Linked DNA regions of Oryctolagus cuniculus: region 1 is linked to region 2. The links are chromatin contacts, called in public Hi-C maps. All regions are on one chromosome and are shown on one strand. Each heading gives the region's core, a stretch centred on a gene start, on an enhancer-like site or on the middle of the called end of the contact. The rest is flanking DNA. Distances are from core to core; before and after follow the strand shown.

Region 1 (5,337 bases), core at 1,259-3,758, 260 kb before region 2:
CTGTGGCACCCAGCTTTAGGCTGCACATCACCTGTGGGTTGCCCAGCAGGAGGCAGAAGTGTGTGTAGTGAGGGAATTATATCTAACATGGGGACCGATGGCAACCATTGTGCAAACCCATTGCATCAGTCATGATGGCATAGTCATCTGCTCACTGCAGCCCATGAAATGAGCAGGTTACAGGCAAAGAGTGATTTGGGCTTTTCTCAACAAGCTTTACTTGCTCTTTGATCATTCTCCATGCAATCTGAAAAGAGGAGAAAGCAAATGAAATGACTATAGCTGACCTGCTCTCCCTAGGCCAACAGGTTAAAGCAATGACTTATAAACCTCAATGAAAGTCAGCCACTGTGTTTGACTTGCGTTCCCAGCATGCTGTGTACTCTTTGGGATGCTCATGTTATCTAAACTAAGAAGGAAATCTGAAAACTGTTAAATTGTCAACATGTAAGGTTTGGAAAAGACAGTAAGGGATTTGTAGTTCCAGCCACGATGGAGTGGCCTTAATCCTCACAATTATAAAACCATGGACATAATTCTAATTTTTTAAAGATAATATACCCATCTAAGTTGACACAGCCATAAAGAATGTACTTACTTTTTAAAAGTTTTATTTATTTATTGGAAAGGTAGAATAAGGGGTAGGGGTGATAGAGACAGAGAGACAGACAGCACTTCCTTCTGCTGGTTCATTCCCCAAATGGTTGCAACAGCCAGGGCTGAGTCAGGCTGAAGCCCTAAACCCAGAACTCATCCGGATCTCCCACATGGGTGGCAGGGGCCAAAACACTTGGACCATTGTCTGCTGCCCTATCAGGCACACCAGTAGGGGGCTGGATCAGAAGAGGGACCAGCCGTGACCCAAACTGGCACTCCTACATGGGGTGCTGGCATCACACGTGGTGACCCAACCTGCTGCACCTCAATGCTAGTCACAGAATCCTCTTTTGATATGGATGAGAAATGAAAATTTTAACATCTGGAACTGCCAAATTATTTTTTAAATATTTATTTTTATTTAATTTAAAGACATGGTGAGAGAGAGAGAGAGCTAGAGAGAGAGAGAGAGAGAGAGAGAACCATCTTCTATCTGCTAGTTTACTCCCCAAAGGCCTGCATAGGCCCAGACTGGGCCAAGCTGAAGCAGGGGCCCAGAACTCCATCCATGTCTCCCATGTGGATAACAAGGATCCAGGTTCTTGAGCTATCATCTGCTGTCACCTCCAGGGTAACATTGGCAGAATCTGGATTGGAAACAGAAGTGGGACTCAATCCCAGGCCCTCTAATATGGCATATGGGTGCCCTAAGCAATCATTTAACCTGCTGAGCTACAGTGCCTACCCCCACGTGACTTTCAAATATATTGCTTTAAGTTACTCTCAGTAGCACTTAATCTGTTCTCATAAACATGAGGACAAAAATCTATATTTTCTCATACACAAAGAATTCTTTTTTGCTTAAGAGAAAAATTTGGGGCCTGTAATTATTGCAATGGATACATGTGCTTATTAGTCATCTACTATAGGCTAGGCACTGTGTGATAGATGCTAGGGCTACACAACTAAAGACATGTCCCCTGTAAACTCAGAGTTAGCGTCTAGTGGGACAGACTACAATGACATTCTACAGCCTGGCTACTCTTCCAAGGAACTACATAAGTCATCCATTTAAAACTCAGCAGAAGGCAGTCAGGAAAACTTCCTGGCAGAGGTAGAAGCTGACCTGGACCTTGAAAAAGGAGTGGCATTTGGAAGAGGGTAGGGGCAAAGAGACGGCTGATGAAGCCTAGAAATTATCTCCAAATCTCATTGTCCCTGTTTTCCCAAGGCTAGAATTTCCAATTCCTTCTGTGTGCTGTTTCTTCAGAGGAAACGATAAAGGCTGAACCACAGCAAGCAAGGAGAGGAAAAAGTGGGGGCCGCTAGCTAAGAGGGAGAGAAATTCCTGCGTCTGGGAGATCAGATGCTGACAGGCAGGGAAGGATGGGTGGTGCGGTGAGCCCTCTCCTCTGGCCTGAGACACTGTGCAAGGTGCTGAAAGGTCATGGGCTTGGTCAAGGTCAGGACTTAGGTAGAGAAATAACCAGGAATTGGCTCTTCCTGCTTCCCGTTCATCCGCTGATGGCGAGGAGGGGAGAGCCACCCAGAGGTGGGTTTCTGTTTGCTTTTGATATTGTTTTTGTGGTCACAGGAAAGAAAATCCCCAGCCGTTTTTAGATTCTGTGCATTTGTATGTGTGGTCCGCATCGTGAAACCATCCCCTGCAATTGGATCCCACAAAACCTGGCTTGAATAATTTCACCCCTGATTTTTCCTCCTTAAAACTGTAGCTCAGCACAGCCGTCCCCAACCCCCACCCCGTGGCATTTCCTGCCAGGCCTGGGAAGCCAGGTCCTGGAGGGCCCCGCCGAGACGGAAGCCGAGGGCCAACTCCTACAGAGGCTCCCTAGGCCAACCTCCCCCACCGCCCTGGGGGAAATGCGGCATGGAAAAATCCTTAAAAAGCAACTGGGGATGGCTATCCAGTGTGTTTGACTCATCTGTGTGAGCAGGGGGAGAGAGGAGGAGGAGGGTTGACAGTGCCCGGGAAAAGTGGCCCTGGCAGGAACTCTGAGGTTTGTTTTGTTCCGAAGAAGAGTAAACACTAAGGCAAAAAAACAAAGTCAAAAACTTCGGCCGCTGGTAGATGATTTGTTAAAAGAGGTGCCTGGCAGATTAAACTTCAGCACTGAGAGAGCCACCGAATCTGGCACGGGCCCCTTTCCTGCATGACCACGGTCAGGCTGAAGGCCTTGGACGGGCTCGGTGGGACTTGTGAGTGCCGCCCAAGCATAGGTGTTCAGTACCCTGTGGCTGGCTGGGAGTCGCCATGTGGGTCAGGCAGCCGCCGGGGAGTTAGCGTGCTTGCCAAGGAAAGATTTCAAATACAGATAGCTTCAGAAATTTTTAACAGAGTTCGGTGTGGTGAGCCCACGGTGGAGGTTACGGGCTTAGTGTTACGGGAGTTACATCCCAGCCAGCCCCGCCTCCGGCCTCAGTGGCCGTGGGCTGCATGCAAGGCCATTTCTCACCATCCACCAGCCAGCACGTCCGAGCAGGCCCTGTGGTGTGCACGGTGCTGTGGGGCAGGGGGAGATTCACGGGAGGGTCTTGGGTCAAAGGCCTTGTGGGAATAAACTCCCTTGGGGTGAGGGGCAGGCTAAGCCTGTGTCCTAGAGCATTCCACGAGAAGACAGGCTGGGAGTCTCCGTCCGCAGGAAGATCACAGATTGCCAGGCTCGAGCCAGGCCTCGTGCAGCCAGAGGCCTTCCCCCGGGTCTTGAAGCATGGCGGGACTCATCTGTGGGATGAAACCACAGGCTGTGGGGTTCACAAGTGCTCGTGTGCCCCAGGAACAGACAGGGCCGTGTGTGCGCGGACATCGGCTCATAATCTAGACATGGCTGTCTCACGTGACTTCTCTGCGTGAAAGGAACCCTTGCCTATAGCAGAGTTGCTTTTAAAAACGCCTTGACTTACACCTCTTCCTAATGACATGAAGTCCATCCGGTCACCAAGTCTCTTGTTCCTTCAAAAGCTTTTCGTTGTGGTTAAATGCATGTAAAACCATCTTTGCAATTTTTTTCAGTGTCCAGTTCAGTGGTGTCACTCAAGCCTCCATTGCCATAACACTTTTCATCTTGCACCAAGTGAAAGTCCATCACATAGCCATTCCCCGTTCTGCCCTCCCGCCCCGGCCCCTGGCAACACCTGTGTTCTACCTCCGATCCCCTGTGATTCTGGCTCAGTCCCTTGTCTATTTGCAGTCACGTAATATTTGTCTTGTAGCGATTGGCTCACCCCATGTAGTATAATGTCCTCCGGGTGTGCCCACGCTGCAGCACGTGCATTGCTCCTGAGGGTTGAAGACCGTTCCATTCTATGTGGACAGCACGTTCTGCTTCTCCATTCACCTGTGGTGGCTGCTTGGATTCCTTCCACGTCTTAGCTACTAGGAATGCACATGGGTGTGCAAATGCCTCTTGGAGGCCCTGCTTTCAATTCTTTTGGCTGCATTACCAGGAATGGGATTCTTGGATCATATAGTAATTCTGTTTTTAGTTTTCTAAGGAACCGACGTAGTATTTTCCATCATGGCTGGGCCATTTTACGTTCCCACTCACAGTGCACAAAATTTCTAGTTCCTCTACTAGCTCATGAAGGCTTGTTGCTTTCTGCTGTTTTAGTGGAAGCCTTGCTGATGGGTTTGAGGCGGTATCTCGTTGTTGTTGGCTCCTTTTTACAGATGAGACAACTGAGTGCCCGTGAGCCTTGTCACTTGTTGGTTTTTTTAAAATAAGATTTTATTTATTTGAGAGGTAGAGTTACAGACAGTGAGAGGGAGTGACAGAAAAGTCTTCCTTTTGGTTCACTCCCCAACAGCTGGGTTGCAACAGCTGGAGTTGGGCCCATCTGAAGCCAGGAGCCTCCTGGAGGTCTCCCACGCAGGTGCAGGGGCCCAAGGACTTGGGCCATCTTCCACTGCCATCCCAGGCCATAGAGAGCTGGACCAGAGGAGGAGCAGCTGGGACTAGAACTGGCACCCATGTGGGATGCTGGCACTGCAGGCGGCAGCTTTACCCACTGTGCCACAGCGCCGGCCCCTTGCCACTTGTTTGTAGCAGAACCTGGACTGAGATTGGCATTTCCTAGCAGCCTTTGCTGTGTGCCCTCTGCCTCTGCCTCCAGCTTCTCCCTCCTGTGCAGGTTCTTCACTTCAAACGTCTCCATCCCCAGCCCCCCCCCCCCCCCCCGAAGTCCACATTTACCATCACAAACATGGAAGAGGGTTGAACGGTGACAACTCTGCGTTTGGACTCAGTGAGGCTGGGATTTAAAATAAAATGAATGCCCCTTGAGCTGGCAAGAACAGGAGGCTGTCAGCCTGTTCCTGCTCTCTGACCACCCTAGAGGAGAGGAGAAAGGGGCTTGGCACAGGACTTGTATCCAGAATAGGCTGGGGAAGGGTGAAGGCCTTTCACTCGCCCATTCAGCCATGGTTTGTTGAGCACTTACCACGTGCCATGCCAAGAAGTGTCACAAGGCACCGCATTGCCTGCCGAGAAGTCCAGCGGCAAGCAGGGTGAGAATGTGTGCTGACCTCACAGGCGTGTGCTTGTGCCACCACAGTGTGAAGCGTGCTGGCCTCCACCTAGTGACCCTGCCGTTTCAAATGATATTGAATTTTTCTTTATCACAAAGGATATTTGTTGTGTGCAGAAAATTCGCAAATTCAGAATAGGCCAAAAAAAGACTGTTTCCAACAACCACTCCTAACGATTTGATGTGTCTACTTCT
Region 2 (5,275 bases), core at 1,493-3,992:
GGTAGACTTGGGACTCCTGGAGTTCCTTATTTTTCATGGATTTCCCTCAGCTCTGACAGGAGGTGGTTCTCTGCTGCCCCAAGAAGTTCAAAGCCTTCTACCTCCCACCCTTGGCTGGTGGCAGGACTTCAATAATGTCTTCAGCCTGCAGGCTCCATTGTGCAGGAGAACCTGTTAGCAGCTCTTCCTCTGTGGCTTCTGAGGAACCATCTCCAAATCAAGATGCACAGGACTTCCTCTGGCTGTTTTGATCTTTTGAAATCGCAAGCACAGGAAGGAAAGAATGGATGGGGGGATAAGGAATAGCTATGATCATTGCAGGAATAACATGTTCCATTTTTATAGAGCCCTTTCTCTGATGAGCCCTGAGCTTTCCCAGCTGTCACACTGTTGACCTCAGCACTGTGAACCCAGAATGCTTTTTGAGGTTTTTCCAGTGCTGGGAGACAATTGCGCAGATACCTGTCCTCATGGGAAGAGAAGCGAACCGTGCTGGTAACACCACCCCCCAATGCGTGTGGTGCCATCCACGGGTGTGGCCATCAGCCACATCTGCGAGTTTCCAGATGAGGGGCTGTTGTCTGGTCCCACTGCTGCAAGCCACAGAACTGGTCAGAAAGCATGACATTAAGAAGAGTGGCGGGGCCCTGTGAGACCCCTGGAGCCAAGGGGACAGGTGCGGAATGGACCAAATGTTGTCTACTCCTAAGTGGCCTTGTTTTGTTCTAATTTCTCCAGAAATATTGGTTTGCTTGGCTGCCTTAGGCTGCTTCCAGGGACTTCTTTCACATCAGCAAAAATCTTAGCATATGGCATCACCGCCAGAAGCTTCGTGTGTTCATGAGAGGCACATTTCCCCCCTTTAACATGGGAAGATTCTTCAGTTTTAAAGTCACAAGTAATTTACATGTGAGATAATGACTCTAGGGAGCAGGTCTTAGAAAGGGTGGCTCATCAATTGCTCCACTAAAAAGAAAAGACATTTATTTACTATGCACCTACATGGCATTATACAAAGCCATGGAAGTGAATTGCTCCAACTCTCCTTATATAGACAGACAGGGGATTCCTGTACCCCCTCCCCATGGCATCCTCCAGTGAAAAAGAAAATCAAACCTGGGAGTAGGCGGTTAAGAATCCCAGAGATTGGTGATTTTATGTGGTTAGGCCGTGGAATCCAGCACACGGTCTGGAAGGCGGATTCTTCCTGTTGCACTCGTGATTGCGATGCTGGAGGTTAGCCCCTATTGCCAGGGTGGCTGTCCAGAAGCTGGGGTGCAGCCAACAGCAGGCTTGGAAGCCAGTCAGCTCTGCAGAGCTGCACTTGATGTTCACTCTTGTCATCTCATTTTTAGTCAGGTGCCCTGATGTTGGCCTGGGACTGGCGACAGTCAGCTGTTCACTTTCAGTAGGACGACACGTGGGTTTGGGCTGAGAAAGTCCAGAAGTGTTTTATAAATCCTTTAAAATGCACCATCTAATAAAGTGTGTACATTTTTTGATAGTGATTACTTTAATCACTGTGCTGTGTTGAACCCCTTGATACTTTCTCTCTCTCTCCCTCTCCCTCTCTCCTGTTCTCTGATGTATTAGTATCAACAAACACGCAAATTTTACTCTTAGTAGCATGCATTTTCCCACTGTCACCGCTTTGCATAAATTTGCCCGGATTGCCCTGGGGAAGAGGCCGGAGGGGAGAAAGACAGCGCATCCTCTCCAGTGTCTGTCTGGGAAATGGAGTTGCTGAAAGAAGCAGCCCAGAGCGTCTGGAGCGAACTCTGCAAGGGGCCCCAGTGCCTCGGTGAGGCCAGGCCCCTGTGTGCCATCCGGGGCTCCTGCTGCATACAAGATAATGAGTCAAGTGACTCAAACTTCAGAGCTCACTCTTCTCATTACGCCTGAGTAATGGCAGCAAATATTTACAGGCCTCCTTCCTACCTTTACAACTTCCTGTTGCTGGAGCACTTTGGAGTATTGGGAAAGACTGTGCTGGAAAAATACGTCACACACAGTTGCAGGAAGAGTGTCTTTAAGCACACAGAAAAAAAAAAAAAAAACAGTTGCCTGTTTATGAATTCCATGTGAAAACAACAAAAGGTTATGTTTGGAGGGGCTGTTTGAGAATCCTGAAATTTGGAACATCATTTTAAACATTAAATCTGGGCTGTCAGCTGTATGAAGAAATGGGACAAGTGTTTTCAAAGAGCGTTCTAATATATAATACAATATAATACAATATATGATATAATATGATATAATTAATATAATATTATAATATATAATATATGTAATATAACAAGGCCGTGCAAATGAGTAAAGTAGAACTTCGGGTCCTGATTCAGGCCGGTTGGTAAATGCCCTTTGGTGACCATACAACCTGCAGGATCTTTTTCTGAATGAAAACTGTAGTGCTTAAGAGAATAAACGGGGGTCTATCCACTGTGCCATGGGGGAGGTGTCAGGGAGCTACAGCAGTGGCATTCACTTTACAGAAGATTCCCGAAGAAGTCCCGAGTGTGTTCATTTCCTGCGTATTTGGTTTAAAAAGCACTCCTGTGTCCTTGCGCTCCCAGTGTGTCTCTGTAAACCACTGTACCCTAGCATTTCTTTCTTGTGTTCGCAAGAGTCCTCCGATGCTATTTTAGAATGGCAGCGTTTACTCCAGCCCTGGCTGAGGTCGGCGGAGCTAATTTTGGTGCCCAGGGAGGAGGGAGAGAAAAGTCATCCCGAGCGCCAGGAGGGCCTGCTGGTGCCTGGGCTGGGAGCAGCGTGGTGTAACCAGACGCACCACATCTCACCTTTAGAACCTTTATTTGTGTGCTTGCACAACACGTGTTTACCCAGATCCCAAGATAAGGAAAGTATGAAGGTCGCATTTTGTGACAGGGAGCTTCTATAAATGTAACCATATCCTGTGTGGCAAGAGTCTGTCGTTTATCCTATACCTGCAGCTTTAGGGGACTCGGGGTGGGTGGGGCACGGGACTCATGCCCTTTTCAGGGTCTCTGCTTTGTGACTTTCTTCCGGCATTCTGCTGTCTTGGCTTAGCTGCTGTGGCCCTCCTGTTTGGTGAGGCCCCTTTGTCGTGGGCAGCAAGTCTTCTAAGTCCTCCTGCCCACTCTCCGGGGTCTTCTGGAAATCAGTGCTGCAGGTGCGTGGCTTCGTGGGCCACACCCTGGCTGCTGATACTTGTCCTAGCCCGTTTCAGCCCTCCTGGCAGGCTCGCCCTGCCCTGGGACACACTCTCTTTAGGGAGGGAGGAGGACTTCGTTGGTGGGTTTGGGTATTTCCCTGCTGAATTGTAGAGGTTAGCTGGACACTCTGTGAAGACAGGAGTCCTTGTCCCAGTGTCCTTCCCCAGGGCAGCCTGCGTGGCAGAGGTTAACCTCACCTAGATGAGGGACCCCGGCCCAGCCCTCTCGTCCCCATCATCCAGCAGGGCCCCTGGGTCCCCAGTACCTCTTCCCTCTGCCCAGAGGCAGTGTCACAGTGCTCTTTGTCACCTCTGTTCTCTCAACTTGTCCCTCTGGATGCATTTTCTCTCTTCCTACTCCTCTAGTTCCTACCCCTTGCAGGAGCCCCAGCTCCCTAATTTGCACTGAGCCCTTGGTGGTAATTCCCACACCAGCCCCTCCCCCACTCTTGGTGCTGTTTGCCAAAGAACCTGATTATATTTCCTTGTTATCTAATGACATTTTATTTGTTCTTGTCTATCCAACAAGATTGCCTGTTGCTCAAGAACAGGGGTGTCTAATTTTCTCATGTGCCCTGTAACACTTTGCTTTTTTTTTTTTTGCTCTGAAATCATGCTTAATTTAAAAAAATACATCATGGAAAGGATTTGTTGATGTCCGTTGGGTTACCTGGAAAGCCTGCACTAGGGCTCTGCTCTCCCTGGATAGATTTGACCCTTTTACTCATTTCTGTTTTGAAAGAAGGAAAATAAAAGATTTAAGGGACCACAGACAGATCTTATTGATACATGATTTTATATCAAGTACAAGATCAGGCTAGCATTATGCCAGTACTTCACAGAACGCCTTGTACATTAAGCCAAGCCAAACAACAATGCACTCCTGCTCCTGCTTCATTTCAGAGTTTGAAAAACCAGGTGGTAAAAGGAAATCTGTAGAAATGAAATTGACACTTTGAGAAGCAGTAACTTGAACAGCCCCTTTCTTGGCTGTCTAGGAACAGATTATTTTCTTTTCTTAATACTATGTGTTGAATACTTTACTTATCATAGAGTTAATCATATGTGTACAAAGTCAACTGAAAATAGATCTCAGTAAAAAATAAGAGGGAGGAGGAAGTTTGTAACTGTAAAGCTGTATAGTTCTACATACATTCCTATGGACTTACATCTAAAGGTACAGTTTAAAAACTTGCGATGGGACCCCAAATCTCATTAAGCTGGGTGATAAAAATGTCATCTTAAGTGTTGAAGTGATCATGTGAACTGTTAAAGTGATCATATAGATATAATTATTAAGTTTTAAAGGGATCATAAAAATAAGATCAAGTGTCTGGCAATAATAATAGAATAAAAAGGAGAAAATTTCCAACATGGGAAGCAGTCCACACAGTGTAGAATGACAATCGCTCTAAACAGCATTCTGACCTCAGAAACAGCCCTTAAGACATTCTGGTCTGGCTGAAAATCCCATGAGAGCATTTTAGGCATGGAAAGCCAAGACACTGTGGCAAAAAAAAAAAATGTCCTACATGAAGGATCTCCGTGAGATGTACTTTTCGCTGAAGGGAGGAGAGAGCTTCCACTTTGCGTATGGCCTTGTCTAATGCTGTCAGAGACTGTTAATTCAGAGGCTTCCACAGCCATGGCAGCACATGTCAAGAGCCTCAGGTGAGCACTGACATCATAATAAGAGTATTAATTGTTAAATTAACAACAGGAGTCACTGTGCACTTCCCATGTAGGACCTCTGTCCTCAATGAGTTGTATTATGAGAATTAACTGTAAAACTTGTTCTCTGTGTGTGTGTGTGTGTATGTGTGTGCAAATTGTTGAAATCTTTACTGAGTGTAGAGTTGGTCTTCTGTGTATAAAGTTAATTGAAAATGAATCTTATTGGAGAATGGGACAGGGAATGGGAAAGAGAGGAGGAGGAAGGGTGGGAGTAGGGGCAGGAGAGCTGGTATGGTGGGGAGAATCAGTATATTCCTAAAGTTGTACTTAAGAAATTTGTATTCATTAAATAAAAGTCTTCTCTGGAGGAAAAAATTATTCAAGAGCTTCCTATTTTTCTGTGTTTTG

The links. Hi-C and Micro-C count contacts between places; a contact is called where the count stands out from the background.
Region 1: a Hi-C map of liver shows a contact between it and region 2, with 4 times the contacts expected there. The contact joins two enhancer-like sites. A contact is called at or near these places in 4 of 6 Hi-C or Micro-C datasets (liver, psoas muscle, skin fibroblasts and 1 more).

What each region holds. Positions count from the first base shown.
Region 1 is chr2:156,688,137-156,693,473 of mOryCun1.1, reverse strand. All of the region lies in intron 10 of PRKCE (protein kinase C epsilon), which reads left to right. Among named protein-coding and RNA genes, the nearest start is that of EPAS1, 250 kb to the right of the region's middle. Within about 2 kb of position 2,508, at least 4 of the 8 cell types and tissues checked have an H3K27ac peak or open chromatin away from gene starts, as enhancers often do.
Region 2 is chr2:156,431,993-156,437,267 of mOryCun1.1, reverse strand. All of the region lies in intron 1 of EPAS1 (endothelial PAS domain protein 1), which reads left to right. Among named protein-coding and RNA genes, the nearest start is that of EPAS1, 8.7 kb to the left of the region's middle. Within about 2 kb of position 2,742, at least 1 of the 8 cell types and tissues checked has an H3K27ac peak or open chromatin away from gene starts, as enhancers often do.